2 separate regions of the Hordeum vulgare genome follow, and region 2 is linked to region 1. A link is a contact called in public Hi-C data. All regions are on one chromosome and are shown on one strand. The core of a region is the stretch at or near the end of the contact, and the rest is flanking DNA. Distances in the headings are between cores, read along the strand shown.

Region 1 (5,661 bases), core at 2,218-4,717:
GCGAAAACGACGACGAAACCATGGATCATCTGGAAAAGTTGGGTCCGGATCAAAGTAGTCCTTGTGCAGTAGCCATGTCGAGGAGACCCTATCCTGATTGATCACTCTTCTCCCTTGGATTGAGCCCTTGAAGTTCAGAATATGCTCTACCTGCCGGTACATTTCCTCTTGCATGCTCATGAGCATGAGCATGTCCACTTATTCGTCGGAATCCGACGAATCAAAGCACTTAGCTTTAATCCTTTTATCAAGCTCTATCGGTCCATACTCATCGTCCGATGAAGCATCCGAATTCATGGCTTTCTCTGCAAATAAATCACAAAAAACCGGGTCGGACATTCTATCGAACACATAGAGCGCAAGGGGCAGCCTAAGAGTTGTCGGACGTACCACGATGGCTTCCGGGCCGGCGGCGATGTCCACGGCGGTGAGCACGGGAGAGAGGACTGTTGTGCCGGTCCTAGCGGCGCTGAGGTTCGAGACGGCTGCGGAGCTGTGAGACGTCCGACACAGAGAAGGAAGAAGAGAGGAGAGAACAAATGGATCCAGTAGGAGGGTGAATTTGGTGCAATTTGTGGTGAGGTAGGCATGTTGGGTCCAACGTGGCAGACGCTCCTGGGCATCCCATACCTGCCCCATATTTGGGTTGGATATGAGGGTTGCTTGTTAGCTCAGGCATTTGAGACCGCCTGTGTTTTTTTTATCAACCACTGACCGGACATCCTCCCGGACGTTCGAGACGGGTTTAGGGCGCCTGGGTGTAGATGCTATTATGCCTTTGATGCTCATGTGAGGACGGGGTCACGCAAGGGGCAGTTTCCACCTATAGTAAAAAAAATGGTGAGGTTGCGTTTGGTTGTGGTGGACTATGATAATCCAACTTGTCCAACCAACTTTCGTCTACTTTTTATTTGATGAACCAGCTTATCTCTAGCTATACCCTAAAAACTTATCTCTAGCTCTGTGGTATTTTTCTACAGCAAATTACAAATTAAGAATAGCATAACAGTAACTGCGAACTGAGTCTAAGCACAACAGAAATGTAAGAGGATAACAATATACGAAGATAACAAAAGACAAAATTACCAGGAAATAGTTACTCTGTCGAGGTGCTATTGCAATCCAACAAAGATCCCTAGCAGTTAGGCCATCCTTGTTGGTAATGCCCATGCAAACACTCAGTGTCGCCAATAGTAAACTGACAATTCTTGGATTTCCACATTCGACAGCAAGATGGAGCGGGGTATTTCCTTCACAATCAGTCGCATTCAATAGCATGGCTAACTTGTCATTTTGGCAAATGTGGCGAACCACGCTATCCTGACCATGCTTGATGGCACAATGGAGAAGATTTCTTCCTTGATTATCAACCAGTTCATAATAGCCAGGGCATCTCTTTATGAGCTCACACAGGGTTCTCGTATCCCCCTTCATAGCAGGAATGTGGATAGGAAATGATCCATTGTTATCAGAAATGCTTGCTAGCTCGAGGGAAGCATGATCATCCAGTAATCGCTTGGCGATATCAAATTTTCTGGACAGCGCTGCGAAATGGAGAGGTGTTCTTCCTGATGAATCAACTGCGGCTAGCAAAGTTGGACCTTGTGTCTGCCAGCTCAGTATTGCTTGAACAATCACTGCTTGAAGATTAGAACTTTGTCAGCAGGTGAAAGAACACATGACAAAAATTTACTGAATTTCTTGTTTGAGTAACAGAAAATCGGCCATTTCTCAGTTTAGGATTATTGGCTCCTTGAGTAACTAAAGTATATAAACAGACAGAAGAACAGAAAGGAACAAGTACATTCTGGTGAGGTGTTCTGCTGTAGTCATTCTAATTCTCACTCATACCTTTGCTAACTGGAGTAGTTCCGTTTGGGAAGCTTGTCATTTAATTGGATCCAATGCGAAATATATCCATGACACTGTATTGAGCTTCAATGCCAATTTTGGTGTTTGGATGTTCATGTATTTGGCACTTGGAATCCATGAGAAGCAACGATTTCAATTCTTATTTCGGTGGTCAAGTGTTGAATTTCTACACGAACAGAGCAACACATGCAAGCAGCGCAAGCGCACACTGCTGGTGCTGGAAATCGGAGCTCCGCCGCCGGACTCGCCATCGGACTCGTCTCTCCGCCTGTTCCATCACATAATACTGCCGCCGTCCGAGGCAGCTGTCAGACCGGGGAGAGAAGGGGCCGTAGCGAATCATACCGGAGCTGGACTGGGCACGCGGGGAGGGATTTGTCCGAGGTGGGGATGGCCAAAGCAGTGCCGCCGTCGAGCTCCGACTGGGCAGTGGTGGCGGCAGCTTGGGTGCGCGGAGAAGTCACGGACCTCGATTTGGCGGAGAAGCCGACGGTCTGGGCCCGTGTGATCGGCCTGGAGAGTGGAGAGGAAGCGGCGTCGGCGGCGGCGGCGACGACCGTAAGACGCGGGGAACAGGGAGCAGGGGAACGGGGAGTCGAGCGATTCCAGGGAATATCGAGGCCTGGGCTGACAGTCGAGCCCGAGTGTCTAGGCCACCCAAGTGGCATTCGGGCCAGCCAATGCCAATCACGAATTTCCAGCCTCCAGTCCAAGTCCAAAACAGGTTGATGTTCGTACCTTCGCTAACAGTCGCCGCAATATGCAGAGCAGTCCGTCCCTCCGGACCAGAAAACGACGCCGGTGAGGGTGTTCCGTTTTCTGACGGGCGTAGCAGCGCGTGGACCGTCTGGACCGAGTGAGTCGCCGCCGCCAGGTAGAGCGGCGAGACACCATCGTCGCCGTCCACGGAGGACAGATGGGGAGCCTCCGTCATGAGCAGATCCACCACACCGGCACGGCGGTGCCGGACGGCTTCGTGCAAGGCGGTTGCGCCCGTCTGGTTCCTGGCCCGCAGCGCGGACTCCTCCTCCGCCCCGCCGGCTCGCATCCTCGGCAGGAGGACAGCCGCCACGTCCGCGTGCCCGAACCTCGCTGCGCAGTGCAGCGGCGTGTCGAGGCACTTGTTGCGCGCGGCGACAAGCGAGGGTGCCCTCTCGCAGAGGAGCGCCGCGAGCTCGACATGGCCGCGGCTGGCGACAAGGTGCAGAGCCGTGTTCCCGTTGCTCGCCACGCCCAGAAGGAAACGGCCCGGTGCCGCGCCATGGACGTTTACCGCGACCTGGCCGTCTATTTGCCCGGCACCATGGTCTTGTCTGCTCAGTATCTGACCTTGTCGCCGGCGGTCAGCACTTGCAACAGCTCCGCGTCGAGCGTCATCTTCTGGTGACGGCCAAATTCTACCGCCGCCATCTAGTGACCTGCAATGCTATTTGGGATGCTAGCTCTCGTCTCTAGTACTACTACATATTTCCTTCTTTTTTTCGTTATATGGCAGTGTTTTGAAGTTGGCAGAGTTGCCAAGGACAAGAGAGACGACTCGGCTCCCTCTTCCTCCGCTGAACGTCTTGTATATACGAGATACTCCTTGGTCCTATAATATAAAATCGCTTTTTACACTACACTAATGACAAAAACGATTTTATATTATTGTACGGAAAAACATTTTTATATTTTAAAATGGAGGAGTAATAAAATATACACATTCTACGCCTCGTCGCCAGAAGTGAGGGAATTTTGATGATGTATTTAAGAAAAACTATTCAAATGCATGAGCTATTCCACAAGGGCTTCAAAATTGGCCAACACTGTTTGCGCTGGGCCTCCCAATGCTAGGAGCTATAAAGAAACAATGAAGGCTGGTTAAGGACAGTGACCTCGCCGGGTTGAAGAAGTATGGGTAGAAAAAGGAAGCCACATCAAACATCATAGGACTGGATGGCCGGTGGCCGGCCGGGGGCCGGCGGCGCAATAGCGTCAGCAGCCACGGGCATGGCAAGGTGCAAGTGTTGGACGACGAGTGAAAGGTGGGTATTGGTAGGAAAGGAGTTAATTATATGCCCTGTTTGGATCCTAGGGTTAGAGTTAGAGTTGGTTAGATTGAACTCATTTAACCCTCAAAAATCCAAACAGGGTGGGTTAGATGCATCTAACCCATCCCAAAAATCTAACCCACCCAAGAGGTGCTTTTTTGGGTTAGAGTTAGGTGGGGCCTAGAAAAAGTTACTTTTCTCTCTCCCTCCACCACACAAAATCCTAGATAAAGGAGCCAAATGATTGGAAAAAGTGCATTTATTGACAATCTAACCCTTCCATCCAAACACCTCTTTGGTTAGAGTTAGTTCAGGGTTAGTCTAGAGTTAGAATCTAACTCTAACCTCTAACCGAGTTAGAGTATCCAAACAGGGCCATAGGCGGGGTACAAAAACTTTAGCTACGGTAACGGATTCATATATAAACAAAAAGCAACATAAGAGTGGTACATCATCTTTGATGCGGACTCATTAAGACCCAAATCACACGCAAAGTTGCCACATGGGCTGCCACGCACGGCTGGATCGACCGAATCTGTCAAGGGCATTTTTGCTGATAACCCCTCGAAGTATGTTTGAACTAACCCGTGGCTCAGTTCTATCTATCCCCGACTCTCTTCTCCAAATCCCTAGCCTAGCGTGGGAAGGCAACGACGTGTCAGCCCCTCTCATTCCACTAAAGCCCGAGGGCATGGCGGCCAGATCCCGCCATGTGCCATTGAGAGAGAACGAAGACTTCAACCAAGTATCATGCACCGATGGTGGCGTCACGAACGGTGTTGTCAAGGAAGTACCATGCACCGGCGGCGGCGACATGGACGGCGAGTGGATACTAACCTCAGAGCTCATTTTTGGCACAAAAAAGTGATGAAGGTGCGTTCTTTCTCGATTTCTTGCTATATTTTTCTTGTACTTGATGGCTCTTTTCAATTAGGGGGCTCACAAGATTGAATGTGAGATTAAGCAACATGGTACAACTGAATGTGGGTGCAAACTGAGGCCAGTCTTTAGGGTTTGTAATGAAGGATTTGATTCAGGCCGACGATTTATGAGTTGTTCATATGAGGTATAACATAGACAATTTTGTATTGTCACTCAATTTTGCATTGTCCCTGAATTTTGCATTGTCACTGAATGTGTTTGTGTAATTTGAAATGTATAGGGGCTAAACTCATGTGGTTATTTGAGGTGGACAGATGATGCATGGCAGGGAAGATCGAGGATGGTAATTCAAAAGCTAGCAGATGACAACAAGAAGATGCAAATTGTTGTGTTTGAGAAGGAACGGGGAATTCACAGGATAAAGAAAGAGAGAAATAAATCAAATGAGCAGAGAAAGAGCATGGAAAATAGATTTGTTTGTAGTGGTTGTTGCTAGTGGTGTGGCTTGCACTGTTGTTGCAATGCTAAGCAGAGCTATTGTGTGACTTATGTTGTAGGTGAAATGCTGAAAAAAAAATGCAATTTGTATATGGCGATTTATGTATTTGTTTATCTGCAAATGTGATAAGTTTTATTGTCCAAGTGAAAGAAGCTCTAAAATGCAAACTGAAATCAAATCCTTGAGCACAAACATACTTGAGCACCAACATGATTAACACTAAGTAGAGATCCCACTAACATTAAGCACTAACCACTTAGCACTGATAGGAGCATTAGCACTGATTACGACTAACATTAAAACATTAACAACAATATAGAACATAGATAGGTGCAGGTGAACCTTTTGAACTTTCTGAACTTTACGCCTTGTTGGATG
Region 2 (5,636 bases), core at 1,262-3,761, 140 kb after region 1:
GCCCACCTATAATTAACTCGGAGGAAGGTGGGTGTAAGACGGACCGCACCGAATCCTATTTGACACCGTAGGCGCTTGTTAATGTGTATTTTGCAAACGAGTGCATTCAGCACCCCGTGGTGGGCTGACCCATCTCACCCTTTTTCCTTTCAGTTGTGACGACGTAAAAGGAGCAGCACAGCGGGGTATCGAACTCCTGATCTCCACTTCGAGTTAACACACAGTAACCACCGCGTCACGTCGACCAACATGACGACTAACATTCTTTTGCATCTTTTCTTATTTCTTTTTGGCTTTTTCATTTTTCGTTTTTTGTTTTTGTTTTCTTGTTTTTTATTTTGTTTTTCCTTTTTCTTCTTCGCGGCTCGATGATTTTTTTTATAATTCGTGAATTTTTTTCTTCAAATCGATGAATTTTTTTCAAATTCGATGAAATTTTATCAAATTGAATGAACATTTTTAAAAATTCAGTGAACTTTGTTTCCAAATTCGATAACTTTTTGACAATTTGACGATTTTTTTCAATTTTGTAGATTTTTTTGAAAATCCATGATTTTTTCCATTTCTATGACTTTTTTAAAAATTGATGAACTTTTTATCAAATTTGATGAACACTTTTTGAAAATCAATGAACCTTGTTCAAGTTCTTGAACTTTCCTCAAAAATGATGAACTTTTTTCAAAATCCATGAACTTTTTCTAAAGAACGATGAACTTTTATTCAAAATCGATGAACTTTAATTGAAAATAGATGAACTTTTTTCAAAACTTTTGAATTTTTTTCATAACTGAATTTTTCTAAAGAACGCTGAACTTTATTCAAAATTGATGAACTTTTTTAAAACTTATGAACTTTATAAAATTGAATATACCTTTTAAAAAATGATGTACATTTTTCAAAATCGATGAACTATTTTTCAAAATTGATGAACTTTTTCCAAATTAGTGAACTTTTTTGAAATCATTGATATTTTTTTGTAATTCATGAAAATTCTTTGTATTTGTGGTTTGTTTTGAGTTTGTGAAATTTCAAATTTTCTTCACATTGTTTTTCAAAAATCATGTTTTTCTAAATTTCTATATGCAGTAAATAGCGGGACACAGATTTTTGGGACATGCGGCTACGCGCTACCGAAATCCCAAACGTCCATAAGCGCAGCATGGTTACTACTTAATATAGGGCCGTGCTCAATACTTGGCGCATTATTCATGTTCGCACAAAAATACGTCGCAGAATACCTCACATGAGTGGGCCAGAGGTCACTTATATTCGTACATATACCGGCTTGGCTGGTAGCGACTCCTCTGACAGGCCGGGTATGTTATAACTGCTCTGGACATGGGCAATCATCCATAAGAGCCGGTCTCGCTCATGGTGTGGACTGTATTTTTTTTCTTCAAGTTGTGTCGTGTAGAAAAGCAAAGGAACAAGAGGAGATGACTTCAGCAGAAATGGAGATTAACAGGCTAGCGTATCGACACTACACTTTATTCGGAGTCCTTTGTTTATTTTGTTAGGACTGAACACGTTGATCTTGTCCGACCCTTAGCATGCCAGACATTTTTTGGGGTGAGTTCTGCATTGGGGTGCTTAAGGGGAACGTGAGAGTTGTGTGTTTTTCCTGATTCGACGGTTCTTTCCACCTATTTAGGTAGGCTCGATACCAAGCGAGATGGGTTCAGCAGAACAGAAGCACAAAGCTTCGAACTCAATTTGATCCTTTGATTTAGATCCTTCAGCATGGCATTAGGGCTGAGTTAAGTTTCATTCTTGTGGTATTGGCATGTGAGAGGTTTCGGTGGATATTCTAGTTTGGACTGTTTTAGGGGATCATGGGAGACGAAGGTTCATCTATGATGAATGATGATTTTAATCATTTCAGGGTTCCTTGATTGCCTGCCATGCATTTACAACGGGGGTGACAGACATTTAAAGAAATGTCGGCAACATGTGGGAATTGTATCATGGATGAATCTTGATTAATTTGTGAGGAGATTACCATGGTTAGATATTTATGTGCTTGCGATGTTTTGTGTGTGCAGCTAGTCTTTGTCAGGAGATTATCATGGTTAGATATTACCGGAAACCTTGATTAATTTGTAATGTTGAAGGAGAAACTGAACTCATCCTGCTACATGCAACGAATTCTTTTTAGCTGGGATGTGTACACGAGATGGATGAGAGAAAATCGATGTAGAACTTACACCGTGACATCCATCCATCCATAAGCACCGGCCACGCTCATGGCTTTCACACTGATGGAGGTGGTGTGGCGCGCGTTGGGATGAATTCCTCGAGAGCTGTTTTTTTTGCTCTATTAATGATTTTCCACTGTGCTGCGTTTAATGGAATGGGACAGTGTCAAAACCGGCCCAACCAAGGACGTGCAGGGTGTGGGATCAAATCTCACGAGAGCTGTTTTTTGCGCTATTAATGATTTTTCGCTGTGCTGCTTGTAGTGGAATGGGTCAGCATCAAAACCGGCCCAACGAAGGAATGTGAAGGCGTCAAGTTACCTACTCGGTGCTGAAGGCACCAACTATGGGTTTTCGTTCAGTGATGCTAATCCACGGGCAGAAGATACTTGGATTTTGTTTGTTTTTCTTCCGACATTTATCTGGATTGGTCATAACACGTGCGAGTGCCACAAGATAAATAATCTTTTTTGTGCAAGAAACCAACATTCAGTATAGTTGGATACCATAACAGCGAGCAAGAAACCAACATTCAGCATAGTTGGATACCATAACAGCCAGTAAAACACAACCCTTGCAAACATGCCTGTTGCACATGAACGACTGTTTTTTGCCCTATTAATGTTTTTCTGCTGTATTACGTGTAGTGGAATAGACCAGCATCAAAACCGACCCAACAAAGGAACGTGCAAGGCGTGGGATCAAATCCCCACGAGCTGATGATTTTTCGTTGTGGTGTGTGTAGAGGAATGGATCAACATCAAAACCGGCCCAACAAAGGAACGTGCACGCACCAAGTTACCTAATCGGCGCTGATTAGGGGTTCCCGTTCAGTGATGCTAATCCAGGGGCAGAAGATACTTGGACTTTGTTTGTTTCTCTTCCGGTACTCACCTATATCTAGATTGGCCATAACACGTGCAAGTGCCACAAGATAAATAATCCATTTTGAGAAAAAGCCAACATTCACTATAGTTGGATACCGTAACAGCCAGTAAAACACAACCCTTGCAAACATACCTGTTCCACATGAACGACTGAGAAAACCTTCAGGGTATTTAACTAGCCTAATAGAATTTTTAGTCCAACCGGATCATTGTGCTATCAAAGTCCAAAAATGGCATATCATCAAACCTTCAACCTATTCTGAAGGCTACTGAGGCATTTTTCATCAGGAAAGCTATATCAGGCCAAAGACGATCATCTTCTCTACCGTTCACTCGTGCTGCTTCCTTTCTTGAACGCTGTGAGGTTCCTTTTGAGGGACTTAACAGCAGATAGCATTTGTAGCTTCTCCGTAGACGCCCCGTCATGTTTCTGCTTGGTCTTCCTAGTCGATGCATCATCAGCTGGCAATGTACTCCCCGGAGATGACTCCTCCACAGGTGGTTCACTATCCAATGTGCCTGCACGCACACCCTTCTTCCCAGTTTGCTTTCGCTTGAAGTCGGCACTCCTGTACAAAACCATTCGCAGTCAGCATCAATAACACTAATGCAGGTCAAGCAGATTATACAATAGTAGGATGGGTAAATGAAGGTGATGGATGCTGGTAGTACCTCTTGTACTGGGGATCAGTAGGATCCAGTGCAAACAGATGAGACGTGAACATGGGATCAAACCTCTTGTCATTGGTAAGGTCAATATGAGGATGTTTGTCCTCGACAGAATCCTTGCCCTTCTTGCCCTTTTTACTCTTGCGTTTTATGTTATAGCCCTTTGCACCATTGCCTGCATCCTGATCAGCAACCAGGAGCTCCAACTCTTCTTTAGTTGCTTCTGGTTCGAAATGTTCCTCTGGAAGCTTGTCCTTTCCTTTCCCTTTTTCTTTATCTTTGGCTTTAACCTTCTGCTTCTTCATTGGCTTAACGTCTTCATCAGACTTTTCATCCTCAAAGAAATCTTCATCTTCATCAGCACCATCTTCGTTGCTATCGTCATCATCATCATCATCCTTCGACGACCTCTTCCTAGCTTTCCGCTTTTCCTTCATTTTTTCTTGGTGCATCTCCCAGACAGTCTTCTTCTCGCTGCTCTTTCTCTCAAGGATACGTTTGCTAAGGTCCTCAAGCTCCGTGTTGAATGTTACCTCCATGTCCTGGTCATCAGCTTGTTCCTCATCCGATTTATCTCCTTCTAGTAAAAGAGCCATCCGCTCCTTATGTGTTAACTTTCTTTTCGGTACTCCATTTGGTCGAGGCTCATCCCCAGAATCAGCTACATCATCATCTGACTCACTGTCATCACTAGCTAAAAATACACCAAGGTCATCTAACTGGGACAACAAAAAAAGATGTTGAAGATGTCAAACCAAAGAAAAAATAGAAGGACAAGAAACAATGACAAATAAATTGAAAGATTTCATAAGAAAAGGGTAGAAAATGCATGTCATCAACATAATTCACAATTGTTCCAAGAAGATTAAAAAAATGCAAAAGTCCACTATGACACTTTAATTCCCCCCTTCACATTTATTATTGAGTTTTAAGTAATAGAGCTAACCTGTTCATCGTTGAACTTCCGCCTCAATTTCTTCTTACGCTCTGGCTCATCATCATCCCATGTGAGCTTAACTTTGCTATGTTGCAAAGCACGAGTCTCATAATCAGGCTCCTTGTAATTCGGAGGTGCCTGCATGGAGTCAAACAAATTATTACTGAAAAGACCACTTTTAGCATGAGGGGAAGGCAAGTTGTTCTCAAATAACATCATTACTCATTCAGCCACTTCTGAAAATGGTAACTTTTATGCTGCCAAGTGCGAACAGTTTAATATGACTACCAAGAAATATGGGTGCAGCTAAAAGATACCTCTGTAGCCACATCGCGGGCAGCATGTTTGAACTCCATATTGTCAGAAATAAACTGCAAATCAAACACATTTGCTGTTTTCAAGAACTCAGTACCATCAAGAGTCGTGTATAGGTGATTTGCAGTTGTACTGGAATCACACACCACAACTGCATAGTAGTACCTGCAGCAAGAACATAATCACAAGAGAACACAATAAGAAACTCTTGGCAAGTAACTGTATATGGACTATAGTTCATATAAAAGATGGACATACAAGGCTATTTGGACATATGCACACAATCCCAAACATATGAAGTAGAAGCCATCGTAGTTACAATTACAATAGGATTTGAACATTTTAATATTACAGTTAATAGTATGGAGACTCAGATCATGGTTTAAAAACACGTTCGAACCCATCTCAGTTAGTCCCAGATAAACAGATAAATAAACATGATGACAAGCAGCAAAAAAATATCTATGTTTCATTCCTAACCTCAGTCTGTTTAGCTCATAAGTACGTAGCTTGTTGTTCTCGGAATCAGAGTCATGCTCATCATCTTCTTCATCATTGTCGTCTTCATCACTGTCATTGCCATCGTCTTCGTCACTGTCATTGTCATTGTCATTTTCATTGTCATCTTCAGAG

Evidence for each region. A called contact is a pair of places that touch in the nucleus more often than the background predicts.
Region 2: a Hi-C map of leaf shows a contact between it and region 1, with 10 times the contacts expected there. The contact joins the enhancer-like site here to the promoter of LOC123425833 in region 1. A contact is called at or near these places in 5 of 6 Hi-C or Micro-C datasets (leaf, seedling and an unstated tissue) and 1 of 1 datasets of contacts at active chromatin or transcription factors (embryo).

The regions. Positions count from the first base shown.
Region 1 is chr2H:201,258,108-201,263,768 of MorexV3_pseudomolecules_assembly, forward strand. LOC123425833 (ankyrin repeat-containing protein At5g02620-like) reads right to left here and starts at 3,468. Exons shown (of 3, transcript XM_045109572.1): 1 at 2,611-3,468; 2 at 1,087-1,637. The coding sequence starts at 2,920.
Region 2 is chr2H:201,402,425-201,408,060 of MorexV3_pseudomolecules_assembly, forward strand. It overlaps LOC123425834 (pre-rRNA-processing protein ESF1-like), which reads right to left. Exons shown (of 7, transcript XM_045109575.1): 3 at 5,484-5,636; 4 at 5,006-5,168; 5 at 4,698-4,826; 6 at 3,755-4,470; 7 at 3,121-3,651. The coding sequence ends at 3,405. Among protein-coding and RNA genes, the nearest start is that of LOC123425834, 7.0 kb to the right of the region's middle. Within about 2 kb of position 2,512, at least 2 of the 3 cell types and tissues checked have open chromatin away from gene starts, as enhancers often do. A contact at or near this core is called in leaf and seedling, where this site is marked.